Regions from separate parts of the Triticum aestivum genome. Here region 1 is linked to region 2. A link is a contact called in public Hi-C data. All regions are on one chromosome and are shown on one strand. Each heading gives the region's core, a stretch centred on a gene start, on an enhancer-like site or on the middle of the called end of the contact. The rest is flanking DNA. Distances are from core to core; before and after follow the strand shown.

Region 1 (6,052 bases), core at 3,091-5,590, 310 kb after region 2:
CCTCGTGTCCTGGTGCTGTTGTGTGCGGTAATAGGCGCGGATGTAATTTTTTACATCCACCCTTACGCGGTAGTACCGCTCCCTGTGCGCGTTGTACCGTGCCGACTTTTTCTCGTAGCTAGCTCCAGCGGTTGTAGGTGCGGCAGTTATTTTTTACATCAGTGGATGCGCGGTAGTACCGCAAGGGCAGGCGGTAGTACCGCTCCTGCAGTAGTACCGCCCTGTTGCCCCTTTGCAGTGTTGTTTCATTGGGCTTCTGCCGCCCTAGCGGCAGTACCGCTCGTAGGAGCGGTAGTACCGCTATGTGTAGGCTGTGAGCATAACGGTTGGATTTTCCCCCTCCTATAAAAGGGGGTCTTCTTCTCCAATGAACCTTATCCTTTGAGCTCGTGTTCTTCCCCCATTGTTGACCTCCTTCGAGCTTGCTAACTCTCAGTCCCTCCATGGATTCTTGCTAGTTTTCGAGGGAAAAGAGAGAGGAGATCTAGATCCACATTTCCACCAATCACTTTCTCCTCTTTGTGAGGGGAACCCCTTGGATCTAGATCTTGGAGTTCTTGGTGTTCTCCTTCTTGTTCTTCCTCTCATTTTCCTCCCTAGCATTAGTTGCTTCGGTGGGATTTGAGAGAGAAGGACTTGGGCACTCCGTGTGCCCTTGCCATTGCATTTGGTGCATCGGTTTGAGTTCTCCACGTGATACGTGGAAGTTACAAGTTGATAAGCTTATTACTCTTGGGTGCTTGGTACCCTTGAGCTTGTTCCTCTTGGGTGCTTGGGCGCCCTAGACGGTTGGTGGTGTTCGGAGCTTAATCATTGTGGTGTAAAGCTCCGGGCAAGCGTCGGGGTCTCCAATTAGGTTGTGGAGATCGTCCCGAGCAATTTGACGGGTTACGGTGACCGCCCCCAAGGGTTGCCAAAGTGTACGGGTTCGGTGACCGCCCCCAAGGGTTGCCATTTGTACGGGTTCGGTGACCGCCCTCAAGTGTCCCTTAGTGGAATCACGGCATCTTGCATTGTGCGAGGGCGTGAGGAGATTACGGTGGCCCTAGTGGCTTCTTGGGGAGCATTGTGCCTCCACACCGCTCCAAACAGAGATTAGCATCAGCAAAGGTGTGAACTTCGGTATACATCGTCGTCTCCACGTGCCTCGGTTATCTCTTACCCGAGCCCTTTACTTATGCACTTTACTTTGTGATAGCCATATTGTTTCTTGTCATATATCTTGCTATCACTTAGTTGTTTATCTTGCTTAGCATAAGTTGTTGGTGCACATAGGTGAGCCTAGTTGTTGTAGGTTTTGTGCTTGACAAATTAACCGCTAGGTTTATTCCGCATTTGTTCAAGCCTAAACCGTAATTATTTTAAAGCGCCTATTCACCCCCCTCTAGGCGACATCCACGATCTTTCAGCCTATTTATAAGAGGGTGGATACAAGGAATACGCGGGAATCGAGAAGGCCGAGATCATCATGTGGCTATATGGACGCCTCGTTTTTCGGGATGATTATTAAGATAAAGATCAGTTAAGATGTTCCGAGCCTCGTGCGAAATTAATGCAAAATGACATCATGGCGGGTTAACATAATTCTGTGAGCTGACATCATGGCGGGTTACAACAAACTCGTTAAACTGGCGATGCAAGATTTTGACAAGTCAGGTAATGGAGATTGATATGAACAAGTTCAAATCAACCTGGAGCCTGATGTTGGGGATATAACTATTGGGTATAAACCGCCCAGGAGGGGCCGGGTCGTACCACTAGCGACTTATTGATGAAGATGGCGGGTCATAGCAAGCCTATTGACAGCCCAAGACCCAGAGACGACTTAAGACCCAAGAGGATGAACTGCCATATGTATGACTTGTATTGTAATTTGTAAGGCAAGCTTAGTTGGTCACCGAGTCGGACACGTTGTGTATGAGCCGGCAGGGACTCTGTAAGCCGCCGGGCATCAACATGTGTATATAAAGGGGTGACCCGGCGGCGAGTTAAGCGCAAGAAACAAGAGATCGAGAACTAGATCAAGCGTATTCGCTCCCTGGTAATAGAAACCCAAGCAATACAATCCCAAACTGGAGTAAGCCTTTACCTCCACCGCGGGGGGCCGAACCAGTATAAACTCTCTGTGTCCTTTGTCCCGATTAACCCCTTTAAGCTAACCTAGTTGCGATGACTCCACAACTAAGTCCTTTCGCTAGGACATCTGCCGTGTTAAGTCCACGACAATATGTCAAAATGTTTTTCAACACAAGTTGGAATAGTTGAACAGTAGAATCCTACTTACCTCTAATTTCCATCTTGTTACAACAAGTCAATGCGAGCAACAATATGCAGTTAAAACTGGCAAATATTATGACTCATCCAACATACATAAAGTAAAAAATGACAAATATAGGTGAGGATATCCATCTTTATTCAAAAGCACATGGCATGGTCTAAAGTTGAATTGTAAATGCCAATTCTTCCGAACAAACCTGACACCAATGTCACTGTAACAACAAAATATTGTTGCCGAAAATATAATGACATAAGTACGTAGTAACAGACAAATTATTTCACCATATAGCAGAGATAGAAAACACATAAGTCAACATATTCAACTTGATATACATATTAATTTAGAAAGTTTGTGTATGGTGACAAAATCATTTAATGAAGAAAAACAAAAGTTCAATTAATTAATCTGGTTACTTCGCAAGCACGACAAAACCAAGTTGACACATGTTGCCATATTATGTATAATACATGAAAAATGGTTTAATTTGATCCCAGAAAGGCACACAATGAAATCAAAATGCACCAGTAGACAAGCATTTGATTTTTTGAAATTGAAGTTTCTATTCTTCTATATAAAATATAACTTTCCATTTTCATGTCCTTAACTACTATCAACTCACATCATCATCATGTAACATGTTGCTACTACTAGAATAAACATGGACACTGGTAGTACAACTATGCAAACATTGTGAGACCATAGAAGCATGCAACAACTAATAGCCTAATATGACGGCCAATAGTTTTTTTTGGAAATGAGGTAGATAGCACAGCTAGAAGTGAACAGTGACTCGTCACCATAAAACACGGTGATCGACAAAAACTTTAATGAGTCTCCAAATCACGCACAAAGACACCTTTCATGGTGATGTTTTAGGCTGGCCATAGTGGGGGTAACATAAGTAGTGTCATGCACTTGGGATTCAGAAACATGCATATGTGGCAGTCAATTAAAGAAGAGAGAGATGGTTATAGTAACATATGTAGATACCGTAACATAATAAATGTTATGCTACTGTGTGTCATGCATGACAATAAATGAGACCACCTATGATACTAATCTATGTTACTACTATGCACTATGGATGTACTAGTATCATACACTAGTATCATATGCATGATACTGGTATATGATACTCCCCACTATGACCAGCCTTAAGGGCCACACACAAATATGTCGTGGTGTTTTAGCATGTACTTTGTTTGGAATCTTGAGTGTGTATACAATTTTTTTTAGCTCTAAGACTACCAGAGAAAGAACGTCTCAGTTACAACAAAATGTCAACGTGAGAAATAAATGCAACAAGAAAAATTAGGAAACATATTTTGGCACATCCAATGGATATAAAATAATAATAATTATAGGCATGGCCGTGTGGATATCGATATTAATTTGCACATGAGATGGACGAAAGTTGACCAAACAAATCAAACACCACCACCATTGCTACAACAAAATAATATTGCTACAATATAATGGAATAGGCAATGCCAAATAAAATATCTCACCATATCACAGATATATGAAGCACATCACCGAGATACACATGTGAACATCCACTTTAGTTCGCGAAAGCCGCGGGCCTACTCAAAAATTCATTTAGTAGCGAAGAAAAGCCTAAAGATCAATTAATACTAAACATGCAATTGACTTTATAGACCAGACAGAACAAAAAAGATATGTCAATGGCGGAAATATGTCATTAGTCTAAAATGGACAAATATGATTTTGTCAATGCCAAGAGATACACAACATGAGCTCAAAAATCAAAATGCAAAGACCCACTCTCACCATTATACTAGTGGTATTCTTTTTGGCAAAACCTCAGTGCATGCTTTTCTATGGAAACCAGAATCTTCATGTAGTAATGTTGTAAGTAAATGTTTTGAAATGAAAACAATTAAAGCATGCAACAGCTAATGGCGTGGCCGAATTGAAAAGTAGACGGATGGAAGTGACCGAGCAACCTTCCAGCGTCTACGCGCTGATTATTTTAGGAAAACGTTTACTCGTACGCGTTTCCCGAACGCGCACGAGACCCCCCTTTATCACCGGAGACCTCCCCCAAAACCCACCACCATTCCCATCCCATACGCGCACCGCACCGCGGCGCCGATACATACGCCCGCCCTCGCCCCCCGCATCACTGCTGCACCACCACGCGGGACAGCTCACCACAGCCTGCGCCGCACAGAGCGAGCGAGCGCCGCAAGAATCCAAGAACCGTCGGCGGCGGCGGCGATGAGGGCGGCCGGGGCAGCCGTGGCGCTGCTCTTCTTCTTCCTCCTGGCCGTCCCCGGCGAGGCGGCGGCGGCGCTGCCGAGGTTCGCGGAGGCGCCGCAGTACCGGAACGGGGAGGGGTGCCCGGCGGCGACCGCGGCCGGCGTGTGCGACCCGGGGCTGGTGCACATCGCCATGACCCTCGACGCGCACTACCTGCGGGGCTCCATGGCGGCCATCTACTCGCTGCTCAAGCACGCCTCCTGCCCGGAGTCGCTCTTCTTCCACTTCCTGGCCGCGGCGCCCGGGGACGGCGAGCTGCGCGCGGCGCTGGCGGCCTCCTTCCCGTCACTGCGGTTCGAGATCTACCCGTTCCGCGCCGAGGCCGTGGCCGGGCTCATCTCGGCGTCCGTGCGCGCCGCCCTCGAGGCGCCGCTCAACTACGCGCGGAACCACCTCGCCGACCTGCTCCCGCCCTGCGTGCCCCGGGCCATCTACCTCGACTCCGACGTCCTGGCCGCCGACGACGTGCGCCGGCTCTGGGAGACCCGCCTCCCCGCCGCCGCCGTCGTCGCCGCGCCCGAGTACTGCCACGCCAACTTCTCCCGCTACTTCACCCCGGCCTTCTGGTCCGACCCGGCGCTCGGCGCGCGCGTCTTCGCGGGCCGCCGCCGCCCGCCCTGCTACTTCAACACCGGCGTCATGGTCATCGACCTCCGCCGCTGGAGGGCCGGCAACTACCGCCGCCGGATCGAGCGCTGGATGGAGATCCAGAAGGAGAGGCGCATCTACGAGCTGGGCTCGCTGCCGCCGTTCCTGCTCGTCTTCGCCGGCGAGGTGGAGGCCGTCGACCTCCGCTGGAACCAGCACGGCCTCGGCGGCGACAACGTGCACGGCAGCTGCCGCCCGCTCCACGACGGGCCCGTCAGCCTCATGCATTGGTCGGGCAAGGGCAAGCCGTGGGACCGCCTGGACGCCGGCAGGCCCTGCCCGCTCGACCACACCTGGAAGTCCTACGACCTCTACATCGCCGGAGACGCGAGCAGCGCCGCCTCGCCGGCTTCCGGGCCGGCATTGTCCGCCTGGTAGAGGGAGCCCGTAGCTGCACTGACTAGTTACAGTAATTCTTTTGTTGGTTAGGCGGTTCTTGGCAATGGCAGCGCTGCGGCTGCCGTTGCCGTCGGCTGTACAGGGCGGCGAGGGGGGAAGGAAGGGAGGATCGCCGGCGATTGCTGCGCGAGGAGGAGGGAGGAGAGTGGTGGATAGAGAAAAAAAGAAGAGCTTGTTCTTTTTGGTAGAAAATCAGATTGGTTATGTGGGGGGATTTGGATTCTTTTTGCTCGAGGTGGACATTCTAGGGGGTTGCCAATTCGCTGGATTGGTGGCGATGTACAATTCGTTGATAGTGCTAGGAAAGACTGGGATTTTGTTCTGTTGTTATTGACGATTCTTTCATTCATAATAAGACTATGTGTTCTTGATCTGAAACTCTGGTCTCTGCATTTTTGGGTTGCGTCAAATTCAGTTGAATTGAGTGGATTCTCACTGTATGTT
Region 2 (6,360 bases), core at 880-3,379:
TCGTCGTGGCTGCAGGTAAAGAATTTGAGTGGAAATCTTGTAAAGTAGTCAATTAGACAGTTAATACTGTAAGTATAGACAGGTAGAGCGATGTTACTATTTGAGTAGAGGAAAACATAAGACTATGCAACTTAAACACTTAGCTAGCACATACTCTTCGGTTGAGTTCAGCGGTACATTAGTCACTTCTTGTGTGATTGGAGATGACGAAGGAGTAGGTACATTAGTCACTTCTTGTGTGATTGGAGATGACGAAGGAGTAGGTACAATATCTGAATTTGGTCTGCATATATTAAAAAAATCATGAATAACCGAAGTAAAAAGTAAATAGTCTATTAGAGACTACTATGTGTTTTGATAGAATGAGCATGCATCTTTTTCATTTTCAGTTCGCACCTCTTCCTTCTCATTTTCTTATCCTGTTTTTTTGCTTCACTATCTGCCAACCTTTTTTGCCAATCAACAACCCACTCTCTACCCTGTTCATTTAGAGTTAGCCAACAAAATTAGAGGTCTGGTCTTGCAAAGGAATTGCTGAGATTTGGCAAAAACTTACCGCCTTATTTGGTTGCTCGTCGGCGGGAAGAGGGACAAAATTGTCGGTGAATAACACTTGCTCTTCGAAACCCTGTTAATAAGAAAGATAATTATCTTGTAAAATAGATAATGTCGAGTTAATGTTGCACTAGGGGAATGTTTAACACACCATAGTTAAAGATTTCCAAATTGCGGTGGGGGGAATGTCTTGGGTGTCCCCTTCTGTCACAAGGACATATAAGTTTCCTTTATGCTACACAAAATAAATAAGAGATTATAATACTTGTTGTGCCCCTGTATTTCAACTGATATCTAAATGAAAGAAATGTAATACCTTATACATCAAATTAAGATGTTTTTTATATAACGCACAAAGGTTCCCTTCAGCAATAGCATCATTATTACTCATCAGAAGTTTAATGCCTTGTTGAGTTAACTCAGTCTGAGAATTCTGTAAAAATTCACTTGCAATTTCCATTCCCTTCAGTACAAGTGTTGGATTCTGAGAAATTTTGCCGCGAAGCTTATTGTACTTATCCTGATATTGAATGAACAAAATATAAGGGTTGTAAAAAGTACAGTTTCTACAAACACTGGTCTATCTACAAATACTGATCTAACTAATGTATAGAGTACCTCATGGGGAAGAATCCATCCATGCAGGATTGGTATATTCAAATGACAAAGGGTAGAAATGATTGGAGAATCAAGAAAACCAGAGGTGCTGCGTCAAATCAGACATAACAAAACATGTTAAGGCAGAAGGTAAACACTAAATAGAAGGGATATATTTACAAAAGGATAATGTCTTTTTCACATACAATATGTTAATCGGTTGAATGCTAGATCCGTCTAGCTGCAATAATGTGGACAACGAGGCACCCGTAGCTACCTTCCTCTCGTCCTTCGTCCAGTCTTTTGTTTGATCCTGTTTGATGTGCGTCACTACCTTATCCCCAAGGGATGCTGCCATGTTCCGCAGATCATAAACGGAGATAAAATCGACTGTCTTGTCGAACTTAAAGCACGACGGATCGGTGAGGAGAAAGTAATTCACTACGGCAACTGTCGTAGGCCACACAGGAACATTATGATAACATATAATATGAGTTTGCTTGCCCTTGAATTCGACAGGTCGCAACCTGTACTTCAACGTTTTAGGGTCGGCCATTTAGGCTCTGGGTCGCCCGGAGAGCTCGGGCGACGCAGTGCGGGCCAGCGGCAAAGACGATCTACAAAGATCTAGCGGCGGCGGCGGCGGCGGCGGCGAAGCAGCGAGGAACGGGGTGGCTGTGGGGGACGAGTAAGACCTGGGAGGCAGCGTGGGCGGCGGCGGTGTTAGGGTCAGCCATTTATGCTCTGGGTCGCCGGAAGAGCTCGGGGCGACGCAGTGTGGGCCGGCGGCGGCGGTGGCAAAGACGACCTAGTAGTAAGATCTAAAGGCGGCGGCGGCGAAGTTGCGAGGAGCGGGGCGGCAGCGTGGGCGGCGGCGTCGGAGGCTCGGAGGTGAACGTGCTCTCGGGTGGAGGGTTTCGGGGCATGTGTCGGGTGGCGGCGGCGGCGGGACGAGAGAATAGTGCAGTGCGTGGGTCGGGCGAGCCACCTGCGGCATTTAGGGTCTGCGTGGAGGCGTAAATCTCGTACGTAACGGGCCGGCCCATGTGGGTCGCGAATCTTTTTTATTGCGAATGTCGCTCACCTGTTTTTTTTTCTTCCGTCTGATATTCAAGTTATAAAGAATACACCTCTTTGCACGACACCAATGACTGACTTCTGGGCATGGCAATTTGAAAAGAAAGGTGCATTTTCTGTCAGGTCGGCATATCGAATGTTGGTGAATTTGAGAAATATGAGAGATAACTTGCTCGATCAAAGAGGAGATTCATCCAACAGCACGGCAGATGAGAAGTGCTAGTCATCTTTGTGGAACACCAAAGTTCCAAGCAAAATTAGAACTTTTCTTTGGAGGCTCGCAAGACATTCTTTGCTGTCAGAGGATGTGCGCCACCATAGAAACATGTGTGACACAGATTCTTGCCAACTATGTGGAGCAGTTGATTCATGGAGGCACTCGTTGATTGATTGCACAGCGTCGAGGTGTGTGTGGGCCTTAGGTGACGAGGAATTAACTGATCATATTGTTGAGTCTCAAGAACCCAATGCTAAACATTGGCTCTTCAACATGATGGATGCATTATCACATATGGAGTTTGTGAAGATGACCGTCACTCTTTGGGCAATATGGACTGCGCGTAGAAAAGCTATACATGAGTCAATATTTCAAAGCCCAATGTCGACTCACCGCTTCATAGAAAGGTTCATTGCCAAGTTGGATGGTGTGAATATGATTGTTAGCACTTCCACTCCGGCTGGACGCGCACATGCAATAATGAGGCGGAGCTCTTGGAAAGCACCTCCAAGCGGACATGTTAAAATCCATGTAGATGGGGGTCTGTCCCATGATAGGCGTGTTGGAGCTGCGACAGCAGTGTGCAGGGATGAACATGGTCAGTACCTCGGGTCCTCGGCAATTGTTCTACCTCGGGTTATAAATCCTACAATTTTAGAGTCCATTGCTTGTCGTAAGGCCTTGGCACTTGCGGCTGATTTATCTTTGGATCACTTGGTGATTGCATGTGACTGCAAGCCAATTGCGGATGACATCAAAAAGGGGATAGGAAGCCCCCATATCACGGTCGTCAAGGAGATAAATAATAGAAGAGGGTATTTTGCTAGTTGTGATTTTGTATTTGAAGGTCGTGCTTCGAATCTAGAGGCGCACAACCTTGTGAAATTTTCCCATTTGTGGCTTCTATCCCCTCATGACCCCCTTTGTATCCCTATGAACATAGTTTCTAATTAATAAAGTGTGGGATCCCTAAAAAAACTGTTTTTTTTCATTTCCTATTTGACGCTTGAGGCGCCCATTGCCAAGATAGGAAAAAGTCCAAAATAAAACCTTGAACTCGTAGGCGTTAGCTTAATCAAACCCTAAACTCTAAATCCTAGGAATCAGCACACTGAACTCTCTAATCCCGGTCTAAAATGACCCCTGGTCGCATTCCCAAACAAGGATTGATGACATGGCAGACAGAAACTTGGATTGATGGTTATTGGGCACGTTGGGCGTGTAGAAGTTGGGCTGTCTCATAGCAGCCCATAGCGCCTCCCATGTTTTTAGTGCAGAGGCAGCCCACGTAGAGGCAGTACATCCCCATTCTTGGCTTCTCCTAGAATTCCCCTGCTCGAGCGACGGCAATGGCGACGGGCGGGTGATCTGCGGTGATCGTGACGACGCGGTGATGAGCGGCGTCAAAGGTATTGTCGCCGATGTACTCCTCCTCCGCTCGCCGTAATTTAGGCTCTCTCCGCTCTGTTAGTGTTAGGGTTTCACGGAGAAAAACTGGGGCTTTTCGGAGATCTGGGTTTTTGGTTCGATTTTTGTGCCTTTTTGTTATTCCAAATGCACGGATTAGGACAATGTAGTGATATTGTCATGTTTGTTTCAGTTAAATCATGAACCCTACGGAGATTTTGAATGTCGGGTTTCATTTTGGAGGCCAGTTCGTCTGCACTGATCTTGTTTTGGATTATGTGGGGGGGCGATGAAGACATATCAGAGATCGAGAGGGACAAGCTGTCGTTGTAGGAAGTTCAAGGGCATTTGAAAGACCATGTGGAGTTCAAGGAATCGATGAAGCTGTATTGTCTGTATCCTGTGAAAGGAACGATATAGTTGACTAGAGGGGAGGGTGAATAGGAAACTAACAATTTTTAGCTTTTCTTTACCAAATTAAACTTTGCATCAAAGTAGGTTGTCTAGATATGCAGCTAGGTGAGCAACCTATATGATGCAACAACAACAAGTGCACAAGCAAGCAAGGGATATAACACAAATAAGCTTGCACAAGTAAAGGGACGAGATAACCAAAAGTGGAGCCGGTGAAGACGAGGATGTGTTACCGAAGTTCCTTCCTTTTGAGGGGAAGTACGTCTCCGTTAGAGCGGTGTGGAGGCACAATGCTCCCCAAGAAGCCACTAGGGCCACCGTATTCTCCTCACGCCCTCACACAATGCGAGATGTCGTGATTCCACTATTGGTGCCCTTGAAGGCAGCGACCGAACCTTTACAAACAAGGTTGGGGCAATCTCCACAACTTAATTGGAGGCTCCCAACAACACCACGAAGCTTCACCACGATGGACTATGGCTTCACGGTGACCTCAACCGTCTAGGGTGCTCAAACACCCAAGAGTAACAAGATCCGCTAGGGATTAGTGGGGGAATCAAATTTCTCTTGGTGGAAGTGTAGATCGGGGCCTTCTCAACCAATCCCGAGCAAATCAACAAGTTTGATTGGCTAGGGAGAGAGATCGGGCGAAAATGAAGCTCGGAGCAACAATGGAGTTTTGGGGGGAAGAGGTAGGTCAACTTTGGAGAAGAAGACCCACTTATATAGTGGGGGGAACAATCCAACCGTTACCCCCCTACCAGCCCCGCAGAGAGTGGTACTACCGCTAGGCCAGCGGTACTACCGCTTAACAGCCCAAGCGGTACTACCGCTAGGCCAGCGGTACTACCGCTTAACAACCTAAGCGGTACTACCGCTCGCGAGCGGTACTACCGCCTCTCCTGCCGCGGCTGGTACCGTAAAGTTCAACACGAAAAAATAGCCCTCGAATCGAGGCGGTACTAGCACAAAACCGCAGCGGTACTACGGCTGGGGGCTACAAGCGGTACTACCGCTATGGAGCGGTACTGCCGCTTGTAGCACCCAAGCGGTACTACCGCTCCGGCCCGCGGTACTACCGCTCAGACCAGAGAAGGCACAATGAGGACAGGAACGAGCTCTCCATTGAAATGGAAAGGCTCGGAGGGTGTGCAAGGGATGTGTACGTGATGATTCCACCCTAGCCTTTCCAAAGCGGACCCCCTCTTGATAGTACGGTGATCCCTACGAAACTAGTCCACCAAACTGAATCGAAAGGACTACACCGTCTTTGCTTCAAACTCCGAGGGGAGGGAATCGTCTCGTGCCAAAGGATGAATCTCTGAAAAACTCAGTGCACACGATTAGTCCGCAAAAGCATTGTCATCAATCACCAAAACACCTTAGGGCTAAATATGCCCTTACAATCTCCCCCCTTTTTGGTGGATTGATGACAATACGGGATTTGCACGAACGGAGAAAGATAAAGGTCATAAGCAAACCCCACATCTCTAAAATATAGACGGGCTCCCCCTAGATGTGTGCCATCAAGATAAGTGCCTTGGACTGCACGACACACATACTAGGATCAACACTCCCCCTGTATTTTAGGGACCAACAATCTAAGCATGATCCATGAGAGCAGAGTACATAACATAATGAGCATGCATAACATAAGATACCAAAAGACTAGAGACATATAGATAACATTAAGATAAGGATAAGGTAGCATATGTCTCACACCATATGTCTGGAACTTAGGTCTCACTGAACACAAAACCAAACAAAGCAAAGCAAGCAAATGGTAGCAAACACAACGATAACACAAAGACACACTCGCAACACCACGACGCAAATCCCTAAACTCTCTCCCCCTTTGGCATCGAGACACCAAAAGGGGCAAAGAGCACTCCTACGGCTCCAAGTGAGAGCATGCTGTGGATCTCGAACATCAGAACTCCGCGTGATCGTCTGCACCACCGTCCTCAGTCGGAAACTGCTCGGCATCTGAATCGGTCCACGGACAGTGCTGCTGGACCCACTCCTCCTCCTCAGTGATCTGACCCTCAGATCCGCTGGTGACAGTCGCACCCAACTGGCGCATAAGCTCCTTG

What was found. Hi-C and Micro-C count contacts between places; a contact is called where the count stands out from the background.
Region 1: a Hi-C map of leaf shows a contact between it and region 2, with 6 times the contacts expected there. The contact joins the promoter of LOC123166278 here to the promoter of LOC123163631 in region 2. A contact is called at or near these places in 2 of 5 Hi-C or Micro-C datasets (both in leaf) and 1 of 1 datasets of contacts at active chromatin or transcription factors (leaf).

Annotation. Positions count from the first base shown.
Region 1 is chr7D:161,026,992-161,033,043 of IWGSC CS RefSeq v2.1, forward strand. It overlaps LOC123166278 (probable galacturonosyltransferase-like 9), which reads left to right and starts at 4,341. Exons shown (of 1, transcript XM_044584052.1): 1 at 4,341-5,986. The coding sequence starts at 4,520. The coding sequence ends at 5,587.
Region 2 is chr7D:160,722,098-160,728,457 of IWGSC CS RefSeq v2.1, forward strand. LOC123163631 reads right to left here and starts at 2,130. Exons shown (of 16, transcript XM_044580990.1): 1 at 1,359-2,130; 2 at 1,174-1,261; 3 at 872-1,075; 4 at 707-790; 5 at 557-628; 6 at 397-479; 7 at 155-283; 8 at 1-9. The coding sequence starts at 1,708.